4 separate regions of the Mus musculus genome follow, and all the other regions are linked to region 4. A link is a contact called in public Hi-C and promoter capture Hi-C data. All regions are on one chromosome and are shown on one strand. The core of a region is the stretch at or near the end of the contact, and the rest is flanking DNA. Distances in the headings are between cores, read along the strand shown.

Region 1 (2,700 bases), core at 201-2,700, 980 kb after region 4:
CCCAAACCCCTTATCTGGGCTGCTGGCCTCCTACTGGTGACAGGTTCCAATCAGCACTTTCCTGGTCAGGGCTCGGATTTCCCGTCTGTGCAGACAGGAAGAAAACTCTCCAGAGTCACCGCAGATGTGGTCTGTGGAATCTTATTCCCTGACTCCGTGGAATCTTCTTATGGGCAAGCCACCCGCGGCAGACACACGGGAAGGGTGTTTCTGGGCACTACAGGAGAGGTTTGTAGGCAGAGACTCCTTGGGGGAGATGAACCACGCACATATCTCCCTGTTTCCTTAGGGCTCTGAAGCCAAGTGGCTGGACCAAGCCATCCTGTCTGTGGCTGAGATCCTGGGCGAGACATACAAAGACGACATCCGGCGGCACCTGGAAACACTTATACGGAGCTACCCGGACATCAGGTTAGCAGATCCTCCTTCCCTCCTAGAGTCAGGGGTCACTGGAACCTGGCACTCGCGCCTTTAGCAAAGTGAGTGCAGGCGTGGAACGGAGGGAAGAGCGAGCTTGTCAGGGCCGAGAGAACTGTGGCTTAGTCGGGAAGCGAACCGCGACGGACCCGTGTGCGCATGCCCGCGAGGAAGGCGCACAGGGACCGCAGGCAAGAGGACCATCCCCTCCCTCGTGTTCTCCACCATCTGTGGACGGCGTGGCTCCACTCTCGGGCTCAAACCCTCTCTGGAAGCTCTCTGAGGCCTCGGCAGCCATGAGGAGGCTCGTGTGGGGCAGTGAATCATCAGAGCCCTTGGAAATCCCGGCTTGGCTCTCTCCAGTGCTCTCGGAGATTCCGGGATGGAAAGATCACTGAAAGCCCCTGGTCCAGCCCCTTCTCTGGCTCCTTGCTGCTCGCAGCTTGTTTGTTCTGGTAGATTTTGAATACGGACAACAACGACCCGACCCCGTTAGTTCCTTCTAAGTTTTCAGTTTCCCTACCGCTCCTCGGGGGTTCCCCAACTGGTGTTTGGCCCTTCCTCCCTGGCTCCAAAAGTGGTCTTGGATGGCTGCGGGGAAGCAGTGGGGACGCAGTGACTCAGGGTGCCCCTTTGTACCTATTCCACCCACGTCCACCCCTCCACCACTTCACCTGTCACCCTACACCCCCACCACGCTCTGTCTTGCACACTGTGAGGACATTCCCCAACCTGCCGCCTGGCCTGGCCTGGCCTGGCCTCTACCTCCCTAGCATTCTGCCAGTTTCTGGAGCCTTCCCTAGATCAGAGTTCTTGCGTTGCCTCTGCACAGAGCTTCTTTCCGCTGTGCGCATGCCCCCTCCCCTGTCTCATGTCTGTGTGTTCTAGGTCCAGTTACTGTGCACCTCCAGGCCCACACTCCCGCCTCCTTGCCTCCTTTTAGAGCCCCATCCCCTCGCAGCCTGGGATAGTCCCAGCCTTTCAGCCTCCCTAATCCAGCTCCAGGAATGCTGAATCATACTTCCTCCCAAGCCTGGGTTCCTGCCCTCCCGGGGGTGGGGGCGGGGCAAGAGCTGAAGGGTACCAGGGGGCACCGCTCTGCAGTGGGGAACCTATGTCTCTACAGGCGAGACCACATTCTGGCCATTCTGGCACTACGCAGACTCGGCCGCCGCCGGAACCAGAATCTCTTGCAACACACCCAAGACTTGCTGAGGGCTGCCCACGAGACCAGGCTCCCCTCACACCACGTGCTCTTCGAGGAGATCGAAGTGCCCACCTCTGTGGACGTGCTAATCACCTGCATCTAGGGCTGAAGGGCGAGCAGGAGCCTCGTTGGCCGAGGATCTGTCACCCTCTCCATGACTGACCCCAAGTTGGGAGCCCAGTGAGTCACTCTGGCCCTACCCCCAGCACTGAAGCCTGGGGACATGGAATTTTTGGTCTCAGCTGCCTGGCTGCTCAGCCAGAGGAGCCAGGAGATGAGGCATTCCGGGCATTTGTGGGGGAGTCTTTTGGGGCTGCGGAGTCTCCTTTCAGGACTTCAGGCCAGGGAAGGCTTCCCTTTCTAACTGCTCAGCACATCCACACTGTAGTGCGAAGCTGAGGATTCTAAAAATAAATGTGAATTAAAATAGTGTACAAGGTTGGGCAAGCTAAGCTGGTTGGGAGAGGTGATGCTGGATTGAATGTATGGGAGGACCGAGCCAGTCCTGAGCTGGAAAAGCCCCTGCCTGCCTCAGCAGATCAAAACAGGAGCCTTGGCTCTCCCTTCAAAGGTTGTGCTCCCAGCACCCACAGGGCGATAAACAACCGTCCTCAACTCCAGTTCCAGAGGACCAAACGCCCTCTCTGGCCTCTGTGAGTGTGAGCTTGTGCTGAACACAGACATGCAGGCAGGCAAGACACGTGTGCATAAAGGAAAACTAAATACATTTTAAAAGCAACAACAAAGCAAAGGCAGACCCCACACCCTGGGTCCCTAGCCTCAGACACCACGTTGGTCTTGCCCAGAAGGGGTAGACAGCCCTCAGCCTCTTGCTAGGCACCTGAGCCCTCGTGAGCACCGGTTCTGCAGCTTGCAGTATTCTAGTTTCATGTAGGAGGGACTCTCAAGCAATAAAATTTGCCAGGTCACTGTGTGGTGGTGGTGTACAGGTGGAAAGGTAACCATGCCTCGGGTACATTTCCAGGAGACAGTGCACCTGCTTCCCTAGACAACTTGAAATTTGTCTATAGCCTGTAGGCAAAGGCTGGAGACCTGTTTTCATTGTTGGCTCCAAT
Region 2 (2,875 bases), core at 276-2,775, 590 kb after region 4:
AGTCTATTTGCTGACCAGGCCAGCTGGACCCGGTTATTCCAGAGCTCATGCCTGCAGTGCCCAGGACTTTCTAAGCAGAGGGGTGTCCTTCAGAGAGGAGTCCAAGAGCAAGAACAGGAACTTGGTGGGGGCAGGGATCTGCTACCGGGAGGCTCTGGGCCCTGTTCTTGAAGGCCAGTTAGAAGTGACCATGGTCACTTCAGTGAAGTTTAAAATGATTCGCGGGGCAGAAAACGTGGAAGAGAAACCCCTGCTTATTTATGCGGGCTTTCAAACCATAAAACTCTCGTTTTCTCTCTGTAGCTATTTATATCCTGAGCGGGTGTAAAAACTGTCCCCATATGAAGCCCAGGTCTGAAGTAATATAAACGAAAAATAGCCATCTCCTGTTTTATTTATTTATTTTTAATTTAAAGCAAACGGTTTCACCTATAGTCCCCAGGTTTGGTCGCTGGCGCGGGGGGTGGGGCAGCCCACCCAGCCCCACAGGCAGCTGTCAGGCAGTGACGGGGCCCCTCGCTTGATCACTCCAGGGACAAGGACGCCCAGGGCTGGGTGTCACCGACTCCTCCGCGTTCAGGCTCTTAGCCCTGCGGGCTGGGGGAAGGGCCCGGGTCTCGGGAAGTGACCCTCCTCTTCTACCGAGCTGGGGACTCAAGCTCCTTCTTTTTCCCCCTCGCGGTGGGGCCCCTAGTCGATCTATGTCCCTCCTGCTGTCCCGGGGCCACTCGGCACCTCCCCTCACCCCGACGGCTTCGAGGCCCTCCCCGGCCGAACATCCCGACTCCTCCCTCGGCCCCTCAGGCAACGTGGGGAGCCGGTGGCCCCCAACCCAATTAGCGGGGAGCTCCATCGTCTCCAGGCACAACCGCTTTCCTTCCCTCGGGGGACACTGCCACCTGAGAGCCTCGTCCCCAGGTTCCCTTGCTCTAGTACATCTCGATCGCCCCTGGGCGACGCGGGGGCGCAATTAGTTTCTTCCAATTAGTTTCCCCTCTTTGTATAGAACCCATTCAAACTGTGCGCGTACTCCTCCGCGCGAGGGGGAAAGTAGTCCCGACCTTGCCCGCGATTTCTGTTCTCGCGTCGGGCACATTCACTTTGGGAAGCCGATGGGACGCTCGGCGGGATCCCCGGGGGAGGTGGCGCGGGGCCCACAGGGTGCGAGCGGAGGGAGCGGGGCGCTGGGGAGGGGGAGGGGGCTAACTCCTCGCTGTTGCCTCGAGAGATGGATCATGGGGCGTAAAGCGATCGCAAACCTCAAACCACGTACAGTGGGCGATACGCGTCAACCCAACCTGGCCAACGGAAGCACAGAACCTTCCCCCTCCTTCCCGTGATCCCGCCCCCGTGGCCTGACGGACGCGCACAGAGACCTACCATGCCCCTGCTTGCCGCCCGGATCCCGTGAGAGCCAATGGAAGCTCGCAGGGGCGGAGCTTGCGAGCGACGGGTTAGGCTGTGCGCGGCCCTCCTCCCCCCCAGGCTCCGCCCCTCCCCCCCGCCCGCGGCTCCCGGAGTAGTTAGAGCCAGCGAAGTGCGGGCGGCGATGAGAGCCAAAGTTGCGCTCCGTTCGGCATCGGGGGCTTGAGGCGGCTCGTTGCTCCGCCCGTCTGGGCCTCCTCTAGCCCCAACTCCCGCCAGCGGATCCCGCGCGCTCGCCCGCCCGGCCCGGCGCCCACCTGCGCCCCCTGCCCGCGGCCCGCCGCCCGCGCCTCGCGAGCCGGGGTCCCCGTCACTTTGGCCCGGCCCCGGGCCCCGCCGATGCCGGCCATGGTGGAGAAGGGCCCCGAGGTCTCAGGGAAGCGGCGAGGGAGGAACACGGCGGCCTCCGCAGCCTCGGCCGCCGCCTCGGCCGCCTCGGCCGCCGCCTCAGCCGCCGCCTCGGCCGGCACCGCCTCCGCCTCGGCCGCCGCCGCCGCCTCGGCCGCCGCCGCCCCCAATAATGGCCAGAATAAAAGTTTGGCGGCGGCGGCTCCCAACGGGAACAGCGGCAGCAACTCCTGGGAGGAAGGCAGCTCGGGCTCGTCCAGCGACGAGGAGCACGGTAGGTGGCAGCCGCCCCCGCGCCCGGCCCGTGTCCGCGCCCGCGCTGACCGCCGTGCTCTGCTTCCCCGCAGGTGGCGGTGGCATGCGGGTGGGACCCCAGTACCAAGCGGCGGTGCCCGACTTCGATCCTGGTGAGTAGCGAGTGACGGGAGCTCGGGAGACAACTTTGTTTTTTGTGCGTGTTGGCCTTCGGTCCGCGGGGGCACACGGGGCGCGAGGGCAGGCGGCGCGGCACGCTCGCACACGAGTGTGCTGCAGATTCGGGTGCGGGGAGGCCATGGGCTCCGGTGGGGACAGCACTGGGCCCGCAGTGTCCCCCGGCTCTGAGAAAGCCACACCTGGCCGGGGTGGAGTGGGATGTCTCTGCCTCCAGGTGTGGTGTACCGGAGCTAGGACGGGATCCCGGGTGGCAGTGCTGGAGAGTTGGCGTCCTGGGGCGCTCGGACCCAGGGCTCCGCAGAGACTTCTTACTTCAAACTGGCTCCTAGCGTTACCCTGCCAACCCTACGCTCTTATTGCCTCTTGACTCTCATCCCGTCTTGTCCCGTCCGGTCCCATCCTGTCCCATCCCATCCCATCCCATCCCATCCCATCCCATCCCATCCCGAGGGCTGGTGGAGTAAAGATCTTCCTGTCCCTCCACCCCAATCAGGTAATAAAAGAAGTGTGCTTTCCAGAGAGCATCTGTCTAGATAAGAGAGCCCGACTTGTGGCTGTTATTTTAAGATCTGTTTGTAAATGTGTGTTTCCTTTATTTCTTTTTTCTTTTGGGGGGGATGGGGTGGGGAGGAAGAGGTTGTGAAAGAATAGAACCATCAAAAGGTTT
Region 3 (2,880 bases), core at 161-2,660, 530 kb after region 4:
TCTTGAATTTCTGCACCTGCACTTCCTCTCTTGCCTGTGCTAGAGAAGGCTGGATCTGCTGGAGCCTTCCGTGTGCCAACCCTCTGCAGCCCTGGAACCTTCAAAAAGCGCTCCTTTCACACCTGAGCCAGGTCCTTCCAACTGCAAATAAAGAGGAACCCATGGGACATCGCAGAAGACTCAGGCTCACAGCACAAGTTGAGCCCAAATCACCCTCACACCCCCAAATCCAGCCCCAACTCTACTTCTACCCTGACCCCAAGAGACTACTCAAACTTCTTTCCAGGAGGGTCGTGGAGATTATTCACTTAGACCTACCTGGTTCCTGCAGGCGGCCCTGGGTTCTGTAGATGCAGGTATTCACTCTAACACACCAAACCTCATCAACAAGAAAGTGGTGGCCCAGGGCTGGCAGTGCGCCCGCCCGCAGCCAGAGTTGGAAAGTGGCTCTGGCTCTTTTATCCACAAACAATTTTCCTGCCCATCAGGAAGGAGCTCCTGGGAGGAGGGAAAAGGTGAAGTCAGTGGGGGGATTGGAGCATACACCACCTGCAGTCCTCTCGAGGTCCATCCACATGAGGCCGATACTGCCATCTCACTTTTCAACGGGGGACAAGCTAGTCCAAGGTCAGTCACCAAGTCAGGCTGAGCCAGGACAAGAGCCTAGGTCTCCTGCGTTCTGTTTGAGGGCCGTTCCATACACTGCAGACCCCAGTTTAAAAACCCTACCTCCACCTTGGGTCCCAAGCCTCAAACCTGAGCCCTGGCCATTCACCCTTGGTCTCCCTGCCCAAGAGCCCTACTGCCTCCAGCAAGGGTAAGCTCTAGGTTACAAGGGACCTGGGACAGCCAGAGGGCCTCGTCCACAGTGTCATGACCATTAACTGGGTTACAGAGGTGAGCACTATAGAGTGGGCTGCGGCAGACGCCCCTCTGAGGGGATTGGCATGACTGCAGCTCCTCCCGGAACCTGGGCCCCCTGCGCCCCAGATGCACTGTGTGGGCACGCGTGGGGTGCCGGGCGGGTTACGTAAAGTTCGGCCGCCCCACGTCACTGGGCAGAGTCACGGCCGCGGCTCTGTGACTGGAGCTTGGGCCGCCGGCCAGATCCTCCCTGACCCCTCCCGGGGCGCGCCCGAGTGTCTGCGGGCCGGTGGCCAGGATCAGGGGCTGCACCTGCGCACCGGGGCGCTCGGGGCAGGCGACTCACCAAGCCGCGCGACCCTGTCCCTGCGGCGGGCCGGAGCGCGCGCCGTCCATGCACGGGCGAGCAGACAGAGATCCCACGACGCCGGGAGCGGAGGCAGCGCCCGCTGCACTCTGAGCCGCCGCGACACCGTCTCCCGATGCCGGTGCTGGTGCCGCCGAGGGGAGGGCGGCGGGCGGCGCAGTGCGGCCGGGGCCGGGCAGGACCGCGGGACGGGCCGCCGCCGCCATTGGCTCACGCCGCCGGCCCCCGCCGCTACCCATTGGTCGTCGCGCTGCACCATTGTTGCGTCACGGGCCAGGGGGCGGGACTCTCAGAGGGACCCGCGGAAAACTTCGGAGAAACTTGAGGGCCCCGAGGTGGCGGGGTGGGGAGGGGTGGTGAGAGATGCCGGGCACCGGGCAGAGCTTGGAGGGCGGGACGTGATGGAGGCGGGGCGAGTCCCGGCAGGCTCCTGGAGCTGGATCTGTGCGGTCCTAGACTGCACACAAGAATAGGCTCCCTGGCTTGCGCTTGCGGCTGCTGCAAGAGTCCTGCTCTGGGCTTCCCTTGCTCTGACCCTCACTGACCTTGGGGAAACATCCAGCTGTTACCCCATCTGCGTGTGGGAAGGCCTAGAATAGGACTGAGCCCTTAAACTATTGAACCTTGCTCTGCCCTGCCAACGCCCTGGCATGGCTAGCCTCGGCTCCAATCTCAAAAGAAAGGCATGGATGCATGCGTGTATAAGAGCTGTTTATAGTGCCTATTGTGTCGTCTTCTGGGCTAAACGCTTTCTTTCACTTTGACTTTACCACTAACACAGGAGAAAAGGGGGGGGGGCAGAATTATGATGCCTGCTATGAGGTAGATAGTTATTTAAGTCCAGTGTGAGTTGGCACATATCTTTAATCCCCGCACTCAGAAGGCAGAGGCAGGTGGATCTCTGAACTGAAGGCCAACCTGGTCTAGAAAGCAAGTTCCAAGACAGCCAGGACTACAGAGAAACCCTATCTCAAAACACACACACACAGAGAGATAGAGAGAGAGAGTCGGTTGTCCAAAGAAAGGTACACTTTGGGGCTGTTTTTCACTCAGGCAGAACTGGGAGCATGTTCTAGCCTTCCCATGGCTGACCCTAGAGCCTGAGGGAGCCCCTGACTTCATCAGGGGTGTGGGAGTGCCAAGTCCATTCCAAATGCACAGATGAAAGCTGCCACGCCTGGACCTTGGGACTCTCACCCCACCTTACCAGAGGCAAGGATCCCCCTGATGAAATAGTTCCAAACTCCATTCACAGGCACGGCCAGTTTCTTTTCCACAATGCCCTTAGAGGCTCAGTTAGGGCCAAGGGTTCCTGCAGCCTCCATCCAAGCCCTTCCTCCTGCCTCTGTCCAGCAGACAGCTAGCACCTTCAAAGCAACCTCCCCTCCCCTACCTCAGAGCAAATGTGTATACAGCCTTCAACCCTCTTGGCTCCTCTGTGCCAGCAGGGGCTAAGGGACTTTAAGCTGGAGTCTCTCTCACCTGGCTCCTTTGAGTAGACTTAAGCAGGCATACGTGTACACACACGCACATACACACGTGCACACATGGAGACTTCCTGTTATTCTTCACCTGTATTAGTCAGGGTTCTCTAGAATCACAGAATTTATGCAATGTCTCTATATATTAAGGGAATTTATTATAATGAC
Region 4 (2,700 bases), core at 80-2,579:
GCCTGGGTACGTAGCTGAAGTCTCCAGCGTTTGTCTAGCAGGCTCAAAGCTTATGACGAAGGCACCTCCTAAATCATGAGTGAGCGCCTGAAGTCTCCTGCACTCGAAACAGTTCACTCCTACAGTCTTCCTTCTGAGTGCTCCCCCTTAGCATAGGATGTCAGACACTGACAACTCCAAAAACAGGACTGTATAAGTAGCGAATTAGCTTCTTCCCTCATAAAGAGCTACTAGAGAAGTGAGAGAATCAAGTGATCCCTGGTCTTCATGCAGTTTTCTCACAGGCTAACGACCACTGGTAATTAAAGAATAACAAAGACGCAGGGCTGCTCAGACGTAATGGGCTCGGAAAAAAAGCCTACACTGATCTGACTACCTCCCTGGTGGGCCGGGGCGATGGGTGGCAGTGTGCAGGTAGAGTCTCAGAGTGAGCAGCTGATGGGCTCGGCCTAGGTGGATCCAATCCCTAAGACGTAAGGTGGGCGGTGCCTACATTGGGGAAGCCGGTTGCCTTGCGGGTGAGTCTGGAACAGAGAAATTTCGGCGTGCAGGACCACAGGGGAACTAGGCAGTCTACACTTGGACCGCCGTGGGCAGAGTCTGCTCTGGGGAGAGTTCCTTTGCTCGCGTGGGCGGGGACGAAAGGAGAGGCGTGGACTCTATAGGCGGGGCTGAGGCGAGCCCCGCCTCTGAGGCGTGCGGTGGGCGGAGCGTACCCCGGAGCCAGCAGCATTGCCTTCGTGGGCGGGGCCTAATGGCCCAAGGAAACCGCCGCTCGCGCGGTCCCGGGTCTCCTCCGCACTGCACGAGCGTCACCGCTACCAGGCTTATGGGGTAGAGTTTTTCGTGCCTGGAAGGCTACAGAATAGTCGCCATACATCTCACATGTGCATTCCCGCTCCTCACTGTCCTTTGCTCTCCTCCCCGTCCCGGCTCAGCGGCCGTGACTTTATCACCTCCGTTGTCCGCACACGCCTCCCTCTCCCCAGTAGCTCCCTCCCTGATGGCTCCACCAAAACCTTCACAGCCCGGCACACGAGCCGGTCCGCACCGAGGGGGTGGGGACAGGCCGCGCAGTGGGCGGGGCGACGCTGCGGAGCGTTAGGGCACGTGGGGCCGTGTCGGCCAATGGCGTGGCGTCGTTGAGGGCGGCGAGGCGGGGAGAGGGCAGCGTGGGGCCGGCGCGGGGCGGGGCCTGGGGCGGGGGCGGGGCCTGCCGGGAGAGGGGCGGAGAGACGCCGCCGCCGCTGCCGCCGCCGCCGCCGCCGCCGCGGCTGCCGCAGCCTCTGGGAGCCTGGAAAAGGGGAAGCGAGAGCGGACGAGCGACTCAGTCCCCGGGCGGCGGCTGCAGCGGCGGCGGCGGCGGCCGGGGCGGCGCGACGGCCGGGCCGGGGGCGCTTCTGCTGCTGCAGCGGCAGTGGCGGCGGGCGGAGGCAGGGGCGGCGGCGGCGGCCCGCACCAGCCATGCCGAATAAAAACAAGAAGGAGAAAGTGAGTCGGGGCCGGGGGCTCCGGGACCGGGTCTGGGGTCCCCGCGTCGGCGGGTAGGGGCGGGGCGGCAGGTCGTCCAGGCTCGCGGGCGGGCCCAGGGCGCTGGCAGGATTGCATGGAGCTGGGGAGGCCGCTCAGGCTCTGAGGTGGCGCTGAGGTGCCGCGGTCGCTCTGGGTGGCGGCTGATGCTCCGTGCAGTGCTCTGCGTGGCGGGGGCTGGGGTGCTGGAGCGTTCCGGACTCGCCCCAGAAACCCTCACTTGTGAGGTTTAAGGGTGGGAGGGGAGAAAGGGATGGGCCGAGAGCTGGGGTTACGTGTCCCTACCTGGAGTTTTCACCTCCCTCCCCCGCCCCCCAACACAGACATGAAGAGAAACGGAATTTGAAGGCTGCTGGTATTGTGAATATACTCAATATGATGTAGTTTGCTGCTGACATATTAAAGCCATCAGAAGCTCTCAGTGATATGTATCAATTTAGAAACTGCATTTGAGCTGATGCTTAGCGGTCCAAATATTGAGAACACTAATGGTTTTTTGTTGTTGTTTGTTTTTGTTTTTTTGTTTTTGTTTTGTGATGATTCCCAGGAACCACCAAAACCGGTGAAAAGTGGAAAAGGTCCAAAAGAAGGACAAGATACAGCAGAAACAGAGGTAACCTCTGGACAAGCTCATTGTTATTCTTGATCAGCCTTTAATCTAGGGTCTAACACGGAGGCTCTACAAACCAAAGTGTTTCTGAAGTCTTTTCTTATGAGTTACTTATCCCCCCCCCCACTCTTTTATTAAAGTGTGCACAGCGAAACTGACATTTTAAAAACAGTTTTGTGGCTTCTAACAGAGCTCAAGCCCTCCCAGTGAACTGGTCTTAAATGGAGTCTCTAGCTTTAGGGTCTGCCCCCTCGTTCCTTTTCTGTGTCTCTGGCTCTCTCAGTGACTTCCACGGTCCTTGCTTTCCTTGCTGCAGCCTCGAACTGGTGTCCTGGGCAAGCTTCTCTTCTGCTGATGTCTGGTCCTTTTCAACTAAGTGTGGATGTGTTTTGGTGGCTCTAATTTGGGTACTTTTTTTTTTTTTTTTAAACAGTCTTCTATTTCCTTTCCCACAAGCTCCTCCATCCTCTTTGGTGAATCCTGACTTTTCTTGCTTCCTGGCTTTGGCTTATTTCAAGAATATCTGGAATGATCCCTTGGGTCATTTGGTGGAATCTGTG

The links. Promoter capture Hi-C pulls out the DNA fragments that hold promoters and counts their contacts. Hi-C and Micro-C count contacts between places; a contact is called where the count stands out from the background.
Region 1: a contact with region 4 is called in a promoter capture Hi-C map of the 3T3-L1 cell line, with 3 times the contacts expected there. The contact joins the enhancer-like site here to the promoter of Ppp2r5c in region 4. A contact is called at or near these places in 2 of 39 promoter capture datasets (the 3T3-L1 cell line and pre-B cells), 1 of 115 datasets of contacts at active chromatin or transcription factors (pancreatic cancer cells) and 1 of 9 other capture datasets (embryonic stem cells).
Region 2: a contact with region 4 is called in a promoter capture Hi-C map of pre-B cells, with 4 times the contacts expected there. The contact joins the promoter of Rcor1 here to the promoter of Ppp2r5c in region 4. A contact is called at or near these places in 4 of 39 promoter capture datasets (the 3T3-L1 cell line, the C10 cell line, fetal liver and 1 more), 4 of 484 Hi-C or Micro-C datasets (CD4 T cells, embryonic stem cells, erythroblasts and 1 more), 7 of 115 datasets of contacts at active chromatin or transcription factors (T-cell acute lymphoblastic leukemia, bone marrow-derived macrophages, cardiomyocytes and 4 more) and 2 of 9 other capture datasets (adipose tissue and liver).
Region 3: a Hi-C map of muscle stem cells shows a contact between it and region 4, with 3 times the contacts expected there. The contact joins the promoter of Ankrd9 here to the promoter of Ppp2r5c in region 4. A contact is called at or near these places in 4 of 39 promoter capture datasets (cranial neural crest, embryonic stem cells, neutrophils and 1 more), 5 of 484 Hi-C or Micro-C datasets (the Ba/F3 cell line, LSK cells, embryonic stem cells and 2 more), 5 of 115 datasets of contacts at active chromatin or transcription factors (astrocytes, embryonic limb bud, memory CD8 T cells and 2 more) and 2 of 9 other capture datasets (adipose tissue and liver).

Annotation. Positions count from the first base shown.
Region 1 is chr12:111,429,126-111,431,825 of GRCm38.p6, forward strand. It overlaps Exoc3l4 (exocyst complex component 3-like 4), which reads left to right. Exons shown (of 14, transcript NM_001289487.1): 13 at 290-411; 14 at 1,544-2,555. The coding sequence ends at 1,727. Among named protein-coding and RNA genes, the nearest start is that of Tnfaip2, 12 kb to the right of the region's middle. Within about 2 kb of position 1,451, at least 206 of the 459 cell types and tissues checked have an H3K27ac peak or open chromatin away from gene starts, as enhancers often do. A contact at or near this core is called in pancreatic cancer cells, where this site is marked.
Region 2 is chr12:111,037,842-111,040,716 of GRCm38.p6, forward strand. It overlaps Rcor1 (REST corepressor 1), which reads left to right and starts at 1,526. Exons shown (of 12, transcript NM_198023.3): 1 at 1,526-2,047; 2 at 2,121-2,180. The coding sequence starts at 1,765.
Region 3 is chr12:110,977,630-110,980,509 of GRCm38.p6, forward strand. It overlaps Ankrd9 (ankyrin repeat domain 9), which reads right to left and starts at 1,411. Exons shown (of 3, transcript NM_175207.5): 1 at 1,211-1,411; 2 at 319-498.
Region 4 is chr12:110,445,895-110,448,594 of GRCm38.p6, forward strand. Ppp2r5c (protein phosphatase 2, regulatory subunit B', gamma) reads left to right here and starts at 1,330. Exons shown (of 16, transcript NM_001373949.1): 1 at 1,330-1,491; 2 at 2,078-2,143. The coding sequence starts at 1,465.